2 separate regions of the Mus musculus genome follow, and region 1 is linked to region 2. Evidence: chromatin contacts called from public Hi-C data. All regions are on one chromosome and are shown on one strand. Each heading gives the region's core, a stretch centred on a gene start, on an enhancer-like site or on the middle of the called end of the contact. The rest is flanking DNA. Distances are from core to core; before and after follow the strand shown.

What was found. Hi-C and Micro-C count contacts between places; a contact is called where the count stands out from the background.
Region 1: a contact with region 2 is called in a Hi-C map of bone marrow-derived macrophages, with 20 read pairs. The contact joins two enhancer-like sites. A contact is called at or near these places in 2 of 39 promoter capture datasets (the 3T3-L1 cell line and the C10 cell line), 2 of 15 datasets of contacts at CTCF or cohesin (embryonic stem cells and pro-B cells), 2 of 484 Hi-C or Micro-C datasets (bone marrow-derived macrophages and ventricular fibroblasts), 1 of 115 datasets of contacts at active chromatin or transcription factors (neural tube) and 2 of 9 other capture datasets (embryonic stem cells and macrophages).

What each region holds. Positions count from the first base shown.
Region 1 is chr12:84,954,566-84,961,770 of GRCm38.p6, forward strand. All of the region lies in intron 1 of Arel1 (apoptosis resistant E3 ubiquitin protein ligase 1), which reads right to left. Among named protein-coding and RNA genes, the nearest start is that of Arel1, 13 kb to the right of the region's middle. Within about 2 kb of position 4,721, at least 13 of the 459 cell types and tissues checked have an H3K27ac peak or open chromatin away from gene starts, as enhancers often do. A contact at or near this core is called in bone marrow-derived macrophages, where this site is marked.
Region 2 is chr12:84,649,983-84,656,474 of GRCm38.p6, forward strand. It overlaps Vrtn (vertebrae development associated), which reads left to right. Exons shown (of 2, transcript NM_001033776.2): 2 at 1-1,473. The coding sequence ends at 718. Among named protein-coding and RNA genes, the nearest start is that of Vrtn, 10 kb to the left of the region's middle. Within about 2 kb of position 4,114, at least 2 of the 459 cell types and tissues checked have an H3K27ac peak or open chromatin away from gene starts, as enhancers often do. A contact at or near this core is called in bone marrow-derived macrophages, where this site is marked.

The sequences.
Region 1 (7,205 bases), core at 3,471-5,970, 310 kb after region 2:
TGAAGTTTTATTTCTATTCATTATGATTTTGGTGGCGCTCCAGTTCTGTGTTCAGCTACTTGGTTATTATAACTAGTTCTAATATACTCTGTCCCTGCTATGAGCATGCTTATCCCCATGTTTCAGTAACTCTAGTGAGCTTCAAGACTCAACCTAAGCATTGCTACCCGTTTCCAGCCCAGCTTCTCTATGGGCTTAACTTAAATGTTTCAGAAGCACTGCCTCAACTGTAGAGCAGGAAGCCCAGTGCTCCCCGTGTTCTAACAGCCTTACAGGGAACCCTTAGTGCTGCTGGCATCAGAGACTATACTTTCAGGTACAAGAGACTTAAAGCAAGAGTTGGTAAAATAATTTGTGGGTCAAATTTATCTGTTTGGTCTTGTTCTTTTTAAACACAAACAGAATAAAAATGTCCAAGTTCATTCGTTCATATACCCAATCTATACTCAGTTTTTGCATAAGGCAGAGCCAAGTAGTTGCAGTAGAGGTGTATGTATATATTATCTGAGGTGTTTGAGGCAAACAGTACATATACCTGGTTTTGAGACACGGCCTCTCTACATAGTCAAAAATTATTTTCTTCCCATTCTACTATACCTCTTCTAAAAACAAAAGCTAGAAAACTCAAAAAATTATGCAAAGGCTTCTCATTTCAATTCTTTTCCCTCTCCTACGGTTGGAGAACAGGCTTTCAATATGCAATACAGGCTAGCCTGAAACTCACCACCCTCCTGTCTCTGCTTCCCAATTGCTGGGCTTACACGTGTGTATAACCGTCCCTGGCTCTTATTTTAGCTCTTATGTAAAAGCTTCATGTCTGTATTCTTAGAACAACAAAGAATTTTATTTAATCATTTCCAAAGGCTAAGCAAGAGGATTTTTGTTATACAATATATCTGAAGAAGCAAATAAATTATTGTTCCAAAAATTATTTTAATAACATACTAATGACTTGGTCTGTTTTCAAAATGCTATTCATATATTTTAAAGATTTATTTAATTTATGTTTATGAGGGTTTGCCTGCAGGTATGTATGTATGTATGTGTGCACCTCATGTGTGCTTGGGGGAGATCAGAAGAGGGCATTGGATCCTCTGGGACTGGAATTATGAATGGTTGTAAACCACCGGCTGGGTACTGGGAATCAAACCCAGGTCCTCCACAAGAGCAGCACATGATCTTAACCACCAAGCCATCTTTCTAGTCTTTAAAATGCTATTCTAAGAAAACAAGAAAACACCCATGTGAAAGTTTACTTCCAGTGCATTTAGAGGTGGTAACAGCATGCAAGAATTCTGTTGTCACCTACTGGTTTCCACAAAACAAGATGGAATGTAAAAAAAAAAAAAAGAATGCAGTTCTCCAATGTATTCTCCAATGTTTAAAAGAAAACTCATTCAGCTGAGACAAGGTCCTTAGCGTAGAATGGTCTAACTACGAAGATGTCCACAACTGTTAGCTTACAATTATACTGTCTTAATTTTACTCTTGGATTTTTTTTCCCCATCCCAAACCACACCATAAAGAGCTGCTCTCGCCGGGCGTGGTGGCGCACTCCTTTAATCCCAGCACTCTGGAGGCAGAGGCGGGCGGATTTCTGGTTTGAGGCCAGCCTGGTCTACAAAGTGAGTTCCAGGACAGCCAGGGCTATACAGAGAAACCCTGTCTTGAAAAACAAAACAAAACAAACAAACAAACAAAAAAAAAACAAAACAAAAAACAAAACCAAAAAGCCAAGAGCTGCTCTCCCCCATCAAGTTTATATCCCTGAGATATTTACACAGTTGTGTACTTCTGCTGTCTTGGTTCCATTTATACTCTTTCCTCATTAGTCAGCCTCTCTGGTCCTTTAAGCATGCCTGTGGGTCTCCTGTGAACTCTTTCCAACTGGTCCCCAGCACTCTTGTAATGAGGTGCCTCCAACTGACTGCAGCCTTCCAGGAACAACCCAGTCAATCAGAATAAGATGAGCTCACCCTCCTCTGTCCCATGACATAATACTTCTGAGTGGGCAATCCCCCAAATCACAGAAAGCTGGTGTGCTGCCGTACTAGACTACAACCCCATTCCTTGCCTGTCAGACCTGGGCACTGGGGCATGCAGAAGACGCCAAAGCCCAGAGAACAGATGACGTGTTCTTGCAATATCTCTCTTACTAGAGGAAGTAAGCAGAGAGAAAAAATTATTTTCAAGTTAAATATGCAGACAAGAACAAAGAACACAAAGTTCCATGAGTTTCTAAAGCTAAAACATGGGCATGTTCAAACAGTCATACACATTTTATACTTAGGACCAAAAGGCTCCTTGGTTCTCTCCTGCCAGCTTCTGTCCTCTGCCAAAGGCCTTAAAGCTCTTGTTCATAAGAGTCTGAAAAGCACACACTTCTTCTGACCCACTACCACCTATCACACATTTAATCTTCTGACCTCAATTTGCTGCCCCAATCCCTAGAAAGCTACATTTTCCCTTTGGTTAGAATTATTTTCTAAAACTACAGGCAGTTCAACATGGAATTTTCCAACAGCCAACACCTTTGGTTTCTCTGCACGGCATACTCTTCATTGTATATTTCTTGAGCATCTGGTCTGACTACCTGATAAAAGCTGAAGTCCTGAGGCACAGGGATAAGTTAAAACAGCATTTGCCCCTCTTTTTGTTTCCTTTTCCTTTCTTTTCTTCTTCCTTTTTGTGTTGGGAGTCAAGCTCAAAGCCTTAAGCATTCTATACTCCTATCAGAGAGCTAATCTAGATGCTTACACATGGTCCTATCATAGAGATCATCTGGATACTACACATGGTCCTATCATAGAACTACCTCCCTGCCTTTGGTTTTTTTCTCAAGTGCCTTAACCATGAACTCAGACTGGCCTAAAACATGGTATGTTGTCCAAGCAAGACACAATACTTATCTGACAAATTCATAAATGCATATAGTGTATTTTGGTCATTTTCACCCCATACTACCCTCTCTCATCCCCCTCCCACTCCTGCTGAATCCCCGCTTCTTCCTAGCAAGAAAGCCCTTTCCCATGCCATGTCTTTCTGTTGCTGCTGACGTCTATACCCACTGAATTTAGTTAGGGCTGCTCACAGATGAACGCGATTCACTGTGGAAAGTGGACAATTACACATGCTAAGGACAGCGACAGAGAAGTGTGAAGGTCAGGCAGGACAGCGGTAACCTTGCCTTAAGAGCCAGCCAGTGTCTTCACAGTAGAGGCAGTAAGGCCAACTAACTAAGAATGAGTGTGAGGGGCCCGTGGTTAAGAGAGCTCGTTGCTATGTAGAGAGGATCTGAGCTTGGTTCCCAGCACCCAGTGGGGCGGCTCACAACTTCCTCCAGCTCCAGAGGCTCGGACTCCCTCTTCTGCCCTCTGTGGGAACTTGCATTTTCAAAGATATACAAATAATTAAAGAATAAGTAATTAATAAACATATTTTAAAATAAAATGCTTTTTAAAGAAAGAGCGAGTACTTGCAAAGGTGAGTGAGGGAGTCTGATAGCCTAGAGGCAGGTAAAAATACCATGCCAAAAAGGGGAGTGACGACAAATTTCAGCATCATAAAGCAAAGTATTTAGAAAGACCACCAGGGACAGAGTGACTGCTTCTAAGTACCGTCTCAGGAATGGAGAAGAGCAGGAGTTTGGTCTTGGACTAGTTACTTAGCCTGTCTTGGTTGTAGATGTAAAGTGGAGACATGGTGAGAAAAGAAGAGATCCAGCTGTTCTAGAAGAGCTGGTCCTGAACTACAGGGAAAGAAAGCTGAGAATGGAAATCCCAGACCCAGGTGGTCTTGTTCTAAAGGTCGCTGACTTGCCAAATATGACTGTGGCTTATGTCAGGCCATAGCAGCTCCAGTAAGAGAGGAAGGTGGCTATACTCTCCCCAAGAGATTAGCTGGTTTTCTAGAGCGATCTCATGTGGAAACAATCATAGCAACCATCCAAAATACTGATGTTCTGGGGCTCTCTCAAGGACAATGACAGTAACAAGAGTATGCTGCTGAGAATTGACTGTGGGACAAGTCTTTCGTCTGCATTACATCATTCAACCCTCAGGTCAACCACATCTAGTATATGATCTATTAGGTTAGGAAACAGAGGCACAGAGAGCTGAAATACATTGATAAAGCCACCTATTTGATAGCTGAGAGAGCCAGACAATTTGATTTGAGAGCCTATGATATTAACCAGGAATTCTGATGTAATAAAAGAAGCCCTTCCTCCCTGGCCAGCCAGAGGAGTAGTTGGGAGATAGGTAGAATGAAAGCTCAAATTATATATTTGATTTGAAAATTTAAAGAACTATTACTTCATTTTAGATTTTAAGCAACAAAAAAAAAATATTTTTTAAGTTATTATTTTTTTTAACCAAAGGAGAAAGAGGCTAACTGATTTTAGCAGTCATGGTGGCAGTGCCAGCTGTCCCTGCAAGTCAGGAGGCTGATGTGGGTGGGCTCAAGTCTGAGGTCACCCTGACCTGTGGAGCAGGATCCTGTATTCAGGATCCTGAACAAACAAACAAATAAAGGGAAGTGCTGAAGAGCTTCCTGTCACATGGTCACACATTCCAAACTATAAGCTGTAAGCCAGTAAAACTTACAATCTTAGGAGAAACCTAGACTTGGGAGAGAATGACAGCACCAACTCTGAGGAGAGGTCATATGCAGGAAGAAAGCAGGCAATGGTGACACAGACTTGTAGTTTCAACTATCGTGGAGGCTGAGCTGAAAGGGCATTTAAGATTAGGAAATTGAGGGACCCTGTCTCAAAAGGAGGATGTTATAAGGTAGGGGTGGTTGCTGGAGAGATGACTCAGGGGAGCACTGGCTGCTCTCACAGAGGACCTGGGTTCAGTTCCTAGCATGCACATAGTGGCTCATAACTGTCTCTAATGTCAGTTCCAAGGGATCAATCAGATGTCTTCTCGTGACCTCCATGGATACCAGGTGTGAGCATGATGCACTTACATCCATGCCACCAAATACTCTTACACAGAAAAGTAACTATGGTTTTGTTGTTGTTGTTGTTTTTTAAGTATATGGGGAAGCAGGCACAAGAAGCAATGGCAGGGAATAACTGGGGGAGGGAAAAAACTGTAAAAGTAACTTACTGTGGGTCAAAAGAAGATATTATTTAAGCAGTCATTTAAGCAGTAAACATTGTGAGACCCATGAAAGATTTATGCCAGAGGGTGGGGGCAGGAACTCAAAAATCAAAGTTATTTTCTAGAGTTTTCCTGTTCTAACCTAACAACTTCAAATACACTTTACACCCTACAATCCCTGTTGTTTGTTTTGAGAGAAGGTCTCTCTATATAACCCTGGCTGTCTTGGGAACTATGAAGACCAGGCAGGCCTTAAACTCAGTGACCCTCCCGACTCTGCCTCAAAGGGCACCAGCACACCTGCTCTATCTCTTGTTAAAAATAAGGCTCTTAAGGCATGGCTGGAGAGATGATTCAGCCTTAAGGGCAGCACTTTTCCAGAGGAGCCAGGTTTAATTCCCAGTGCCCACATGATAGCTCACAGCCATCTGTAACTCCAATTCAAGTGTGTCTGACACACCTTCTGATTTCACATACCCCAGGCACACATTTGATACACATACATATATGCAGGTAAAAGTCATACATAAAAAACTAAAGTTCTTAACATAAAAAACATACCAAAAGTATACTACAGGGCTGCAGAGATGGCGCTGCCATGTCAGTTGATCTGCTGCTCTCGTATGCATACACATACATAACACACCTGTGTACTCGTGTGCACATAGCCGAACATGCATAAATAAAAATAAATCTTTTTAAAAAAAAAAAAAGGAACACTAGTCTAAATTTGACTCAATTTAATGACCAGTAAGCTCTTTGCAATTCAATCCAGGGATGGATATTTCAAAATCATGTGTCTCAAAGAAATTCAGACCTAACCCTGACTCTAATTGGAATCTAATCCTATAAAAATCACTGTACCTCACTGAAATTTTAAAATTTATTTTACAGATTTATTTTGTGTATATGAGTGTTTTGCCTCATGTTGTGCCTGTGCACTGTGTGTATGCCTGATGACTGCAGAGGGCAGAAGGAAGCATCAGACCCACTGGAATAGGAGGAGTTACAGACAGTTGTGAGCTGCCATGTGGGTGCTGGGAACTGAAACCAGGTCGGCCCTCTGAGAGCAGCAAGAGCTCTCAGCCAGTGAGCCATCTCTCCAGCTGCAAGCATAGCAGTTAGACTTGTTCATGCTGTTGCTTACGTCAGTAAGGAGTTTGTTCATGAGTGCTGGGTAGTAGTCCCTTCTAATGACAGAGTAGAGGCTGCTTATCCATCACCAGATGGACACTTAGATGATGTCCAGCTTAGTGCTATTATGGATAAAGTCACAATGACCCTTCAGGAGTGAGTTTCTGTGTGCACACATTTGTATTCTCTGAAGTAAATGCAGGCGTGGAACTGCTAGTTCACAGGAGAAGCATATTTCCAACTTACAAGAAACGACCCAGCTGCTTCCCCAGGCAGCTGTATTACTTTACATTTAGAGCAGCACATGAGTCCGGTCGCTCTACCTCCACCAACCTTGGTACTGTCAGGGGTCCAGATTTTACTCATGCTCATAGCTGATCCTCCCCTTACCCACAAGCTTCGTTATGGAGCACTGACTGGCCTCTAATGCACAGAGATCTGCTTGCTTCTGTCTTCCACATGCTGGAATTAAAGGCTTGTGCCACCACATCGAACCACGTTCGGACGGCTAAGAGTTCTGAGCATCTTGTCAGGTATGTATTAGCTATTATTTAGCTTCTTTGATAAAATGTCTATTCAAACATGTTGTCTTCTTCCTACTGAGCTCTAGGTCTTTATAGACTCTAAATGGAAGCCCTTGGCTTGCCTCTTGAGATCTTGTTTTTAAACTTGTATGAATATTTGTGTGTGTGTGATACCTGTAAAAGCCAGAACAAAGTGTCAGATTCCATGAATCTGGAGTTCCCAGCAGTTGTGAGCTATTCAACATGGGTGCTGGGAACTGAACTCAGGTCCCCTGGAAAAGCAGAAAATGTTCATAACTCGAAGCCATCTCTCTAGCTCTCCTTTTCAATTTTTAATGGAAATTAAGAATTTCTACAAAGTAACCATTTCAAATTCTGATGGAACCCAACATTTACTTTTATAGTTTATATTTCTTTTTATTTTTAAATTGTGTGTGTG
Region 2 (6,492 bases), core at 2,864-5,363:
CCGGGGGCTCATATCCCCAAAGATGCCCTTATCTCGTTGGCAGAGACGACTACGCAGGGCTGCCCGCAAGCAGGTGCTAAATGGGCACCTACCCTTCTGTCGCTTCCGCCTCCGCTATCCTAGTCTGTTACCTTCCACTTTTTGGGTATGGAAAAGTCTTTCCCGGAGATCGCCCGGGATGCAGATTCCCTCTTTGAGCCAGAGGAGGCAGAAGCCTCAGGGACGGCAGAAGCCCGAGGGACGGCAGAAGCCCGAGGAACAGCAGAAGCCCGAGGGACGGCAGAAGCCCGAGGGACGGCAGAAGCCAGTTGAACCACAGGCTATGGAAGCTGATCAGAATGTACCGGCTATGGTGGTTCCTCCAGCGGAGACACTGCCAGTGGCTACTTCTCCAGAAGATGTCCCAGGAGGGCCTTCCAGAGAGGGAAACATCATTCAAGAGGCAGCTATGACCCAGAGCCAACCCCATAGTGGATCGTTGCCAAGCCAGACTCTGGCGGAGGCACCCGGGGGCAGTGATGGGCAGGTGCTGGTGATGGACATGCTTACCACCACGAGGTTCAAGGCCCAGGCCAAGCTGTTCCTGCAGAAGCGGTTCCAGTCTAAGACTTTCCCCTCCTACAAGGAGTTCCAGGCGCTCTTCCCCCTCACTGCCCGCTCCACCTACTACATGTGGAAGCGGGCGCTCTATGAAGGTCTCACACTGATTGATGGCTGATGGGAGGGGAAGAAGGGGAGCCGAGCTGCCTCCTGACTAGGATGTCCTTTGCTCTGCCTTTTGTAACGTCTTGATGGAGGGGTGGGAATCAGCCGCTCGCTCTGACAAAAGCTACAGGAGGGCCAGTTGTCTCTTTGGTTGTTGGCTGGGTCATAGGTTTTTGTTGTGTTTCATTTTGCTTTTTCCATTAATTTGGGTTGGCAGGACCCCCTCCGCCCCTCGTCAGTGTTAAAGCTCTGTCATGATTGTGACATGGCTGCTTTCAGCTTTTCCTGGGCCCACAAGGAAAGTATCACAGCGTGACCATTATTTCCTGTCAGAATAAATATATGTGCCTTTTCTTTTTAAGGGTTGTATCTTTTTTTTCCCCCCCTCAAAGATGTCTTCCAAAGGAATATGGGGACTGAGCCTGAGGCAGCTGTGTGGCTGCTTCCTCAAACCCTCGGTGGAGAAGGACTGAGCTTCACAGAACACACGACAGTGATCTCTAAGCCAGGGAAGGCCCCTAGGCACTGGAGACCCCAAAGAGAGCTTCCTGCTTCCTCTGCTGGGGGCTGGGGGGGATCTCTTCAGGTCAGGCGTCTGCCAGCCTGGCTGCTCTTGGGGACCTGCTGAGCCGCCTCAGACGCCAAGGCACATTTTGGGCAAGGAGCTACAAGGTTACAAGGCTGGTGGGGAATTGATTTTTTTTTTTCATTGTCTAGCCACACAGTTGGAAACCCAAAGAAAATAAAGTGAAATTTTGTCCTCACACAGCCTGTGGCCTCCGGGATTTGTTTGGCTAAGATAGGACTGTGTTCTAGGCCTCCCTTTAGTTTAAGGGGCTTGGGAGAACATTTCTGTCTTCTGATAATACATGCTTGGGACCAGGGTTTACCTGGTGGGACTCTATTCTGAACTTACGGGTCTGGCTAGGCCCAGGTGCAGATAACGGCCGTTGTCTATTGAGATGAAGCATCAACGGGGGAGAGATGCGCTTAGGTCTGGTCTCCTGTCTTGGTTTCCTGTAGCCGACTTTTTTTTTTTTTTTTTTTTTTTTTTTTTTTAAGATTTATTTCATTTATATGAGTGCACTGTAGCTGTCTTTAGACACACCAGAAGAGGGCATCGGATGGTTGTGAGCCACCATGTGGTTGCTGGGAATTGGAACTCAGGACTTCTGGAAGAGCAGTCAGTGCTTTTAACCGCTGAGCCCTGTAGCCAACATTTTTATGGTCCCGAGTTCTGCCTTTTGCTTATCCCACGTCTATTCCATCACCAAGTCTGGTTGCCTAGGAGGTGCTGGGGGCATGGAATCCAGGGTCCTGTGTATACTGGTCACATGGTCCATCACTAAGTGACATTCCCAGGCCCCTTTAACTTTAGGTTGACCTTGGACTGCTGTCCCACCTCACAGCTCCCTCCTTGCCTCCTCCATTTGGCTCAGCCTCCAGCTGGATTTAGATGATATTGGACCCTGTCACTTTCCTGCTTTAAATGTGTCTGCGGCTGCCTTTTAATCACAGAGTCTCTTTCTTAAGGGCTGTGTGTGGCCGGGCATGGGAGAAAAAGGCAGGTGGATCTCTGAGTTCAAGATCAGCATGGTTTACAGAGTTCCCGGACAGCCAAGGCTGTTCAGAGAAACCCCTGTCTTGCAAAACGAAACAAAAGCAAAAGGGCCCTGTGAAGTGGCCCCACCTCACTCTCCCTCTGCTGTGCTTGCCCACCATGCTTCAGCCACATTGGCTGCCTCCGACCCTGAACGTCCCTTCTGCTCAGGAATTACACACACTTGCTACTTTGGTCTAAGACACCGTTCTTTCTCCCTCTTTGTTTAGTACTCTCATTTTCTTATCTTTCCCCTTTCCTTTTAAAATTAATTTTATACAGGGTCTCACTACACAGCTCTGGCTGGCCTGGAACTGTGTAGACCAGGTTGACATCTTTTGCTTACAGCACCCTTAGATGATAGATCTGCCTACTTCTGCCTTGGGGGTGCTGGATTAAAGTTATGCATCATTGTCTGGGCTCCGCCCCGCAGTTATCTGGCAACAGCCAGGCATGCCTGATTCACTATAAAAGGGGCTGCTTGGCCCCTCCTCTCTTGCTCCTGCTCTGTCCTCTAGCCCCTTACCAGCTCTCTAAGTTCCTCTCCCCCCTCCCCATTCACGTGCTCATGGCCAGCCTCTACTCCTCTCTCTCTGCCTTTCTCTGTCTCTACTACCCTCTCAACTCCCCTCCTCATGCCCTGAATAAACTCTATACTATCCCACCTTGTGGCTTGTCCCTTAGAGGGGAGGTTGCCTCAGCACTGGCCCACAGAGGCACCTCCTTCCCCAACACCTGACTGCACGTTCACCAAATGTACTCCTTTTCTTATGGTTTTATAAAACACAAAAGTCATGAAGCCTGACTTTCTCTGTGTCAGAGAAACCATCTTTGAGATGGGGTTTCTCTGTGTAGCTCTGGTAGTCCCGGAACTTGCTCTGTAGACCAGGCTGGTCTCAAACTCAGATCCAACTGTCTCTGCCACCAGAGTGCTGGGATCTAAGGTGTACGCCACCACTGCCTGGCTTCTCTCTCCTTTTGAACACAGGTTTTAGTGTGTAGCCCATGAACATAGGATGGTCATGCTTCAGCCTCCTGGGGGCTGGGATAACAGGTGTTCATTCCCATAGCCGATTCCAATGCTTTTCCCTGTTGTCTATGCAGCAAACATCGGACCTCTGAGTCCCTATTACGTTACCCTTTTGAATTCTCTAGTAGGTTCTTGTTTCTATTTGTTGCTTTCTTGTTTGGTTGCATGCAGACTGTTTGAAAAACAGGGTTTTTTTCTTTTTTTTCTTTTGCTTACAGCACCCTTAGATGATAGATTAATTTTAGGCACACAGTAGGTGCTGATATGGAAAAGAGAATGGGACGATGCTTTAATTCTGTCTTAGTGTTAAACCTGTGAGCTCCAGTTCTGCAAACCTAATCAACAGTGGTCTTAAATATTCCTCAAAGGCCAATATCCCCCTCTGTCTTCATAGCTACCCTGTAATCTGTGCCAACAGCAGCTTATCTTCGATAAGAATTATTCAAGTCGACTCTGCCTCTACTCAATCTATTGCTGCTTCTTGACAGGGTCCTGAGTCCTCTTCCCTGAATCGGATTCCCTGCTGGCTTTCCCATTGCCCTCAGCACAAATTCCAAAGTAGTGAGGCTCACCCAGTCTAGCTCCTACCTACCGCTGAGCTTCTCTCTGATTCTCATGTTGTACCCATCACACAGACCTTTCTTTCTCCTGTATGCTTCCCTCCCTTTCCATAGGGCTCACATGCTTATGCTCTGGTCTGGGGTCTCCGCTGCACCTGTAAGAATTTGGGTGAAGGAATCGGACTAGGGGATTTCAACCTAACTTGCAGTGGCAACTTCTGGCCAGCAGGTGGCAGTCCAGTACAATGAGAGACACTACCATTGGGTGGGAGCTAGGTTCCGATTCCTTTCCATTTGGGCCATGAGGGAGTCCCAGGGTCTCTCCTGAGAACTCTGACAGAAAGTACAGTTCCTTATACTCAGCACCAGAACATGCCTTCCTAGGCTGGGAAGCAGAGTCTCTTAGTGGGACCTAGCAACCATCCTGGGGGTTTGGATGAGCTCAATGGATAAACATTTGCCCACTATGGGTGATGCCCTGGGTTCAGTTTCTGGTACTGCAAAAACAAAATACATCTACAGACTACTGCCTAGGGGGAGGACGTGTCAGGAATGTGGATTCCAGGGTCTCATCCAGATAGCAATTCCCACCTTAGATATTCGTGTGCCTCCTTTTTCCCATGTGAAGGCAAGATCACGGTTGTGCCCATGGTGGTGTGGTGGGCACCCGTCTTCCCATAGTAAGGCTTAGGCGAGTGAGTGTGATGGTGGACCCTCGGTCTGATTTCTGCTTGAATGGAGGGTGGGCTAATACCTAAAGAGAGGCTTGTTCAGGGTTACTCTCCAGTAAAACATGTTCTATGCTCTGGTCCTGAGCTGGGAAGATGATGACATCCGAGATCACCATGAAGCCCTAAACCTGCAGCAGAAATTTTAGCTTCTGTTGGGGAAGATGTGTTCGTATCATTGAAAAATGATTGTGTGTGTGCATGTGTGTGCGTGGGTGTGGGTGTCCAGTGTTGTTGTTATTTAGAAGAGTTGTTTCCTTTATAATCTGCCTACAAAGGCCAAGGAACCTAAGTTGTGTTCATACTCGTCAATGATGCTTCATGCTGAGGTCTCACTATGTAGCTCTGCCTATCCTGGAACTTGCTCTGTATACCAGGCTGGCCTCGAACTCACAGAGATCCGCCTGCCTCTGCCTCCCTGAGTGCTGGGGTTAAAGGTGTAAAGGTGGGGGCCACCATGCCCAGTTTCATGCTGGTTTTGAAGTTGACACTTGTTGAAATTGTGTGTGTGTGTTTTTTTGTTTGTTTGTTTGTTTTCCCAAGACAGGGTTTCTCTGTATAGCCCTGGCTTTCCTGGAACTCACTCTGTAGACCAGGCTGGCCTCAAACTCAGAAATCCACCTGCCTCTGCCTCCCGAGTGCTGGGATTAAAGGTGTGCACCATCACCACCCGGCTTGTGTGTGTGTTTTAAAGAATTATTTATTTCATGTCTATGAGTACACTAGCGCTGTCTTCAGACACACCAGAAGAGGGCATATGGATCTCATTACAGGTGGTTGTGAGCCCCCATGTGGTTGCTGGGAATTGAACTCAGGACCTCTGGAAGAGTGGCCAGTGCTCTTAACCACTGAGCCATCTCTCCAGCCCTATTTGTGTTCTTTTGATGCCACTTTCTACCGTGGATACCTCTGGGAAGAAAGTCCAGCGCAGCAAGGTGTACCAAGAGGAAAACAATGTGGGAATTTAGTTTTATCCCCTTGGTGACATTCTGTGTGGCTCTAAGGGAAGGTTTTATTTTATTTAAATTTATTATTTTATGTGTTTGGGCATTTTTGTCTGCATGCGTGTTTGTGTACCACATGTGTGCCTGGTCCCTGCAGAGGCCAGAAGAGGGTGTGTATCCTCTTAGGCTAGAGTTCTAGACAGTTGTGAACCGTCATGAAATGTTGAGAAATGAAGCCTCATCCTTTGGCAAAGTAGCCCGTGCTCTTTTTCTTTGTTTCAAGACAGGGTTTCTCTGTGTAGTCCTTGCTCTCCTGGAACTTGCTCTTTACACCACCTGACCTTGAGCTCAGAGATCTGCCTGCCTCTGATTCCCAAGAGCTGGGATTAAATGTGCGCACCACCATTGCCTGGCTTAGCAGTGCTTTTAACTGTTGAGCCACTTCTCCAGTCACCCAGAGAGAATATTTTATTTTATTTTATTTTAATTTTTTGGTTTTTCGAGACAGGGTTTCTCTGTATAGCCCTGGCTGTCCTGGAACTCACTCTGTAGACCAGGCTGGCCTCGAACTCAGAAATCTGCCTGCCTCTGCCTCCCAAGTGCTGGGATTAAAGGCGTGCACCACCCCTGCCCGGCAGGACTATTTTAAATATAAAAGTTTTACTCTAGGAGGCTGGATGTGGTAGTGATGTACATCATGAACCCCAGCACTCCGGAGGCAGCGGCAGGGGGATCTGGGTTTGAGGCCAACCTTCAAGTTGTAGGCCAGTCAGAGCTATGTACTGAGGCCCTGTCTGAATTAACTCTCACCCTCGGTCATATGAAATGGCTCAGTAAGGGGACTTGCTGTTAAACTGGAGGGCCTGAGTCTGATCCCTGAGACCCAGCAGATGGATAGAACTGACTCCTGCAAGTTGTCTTCTGG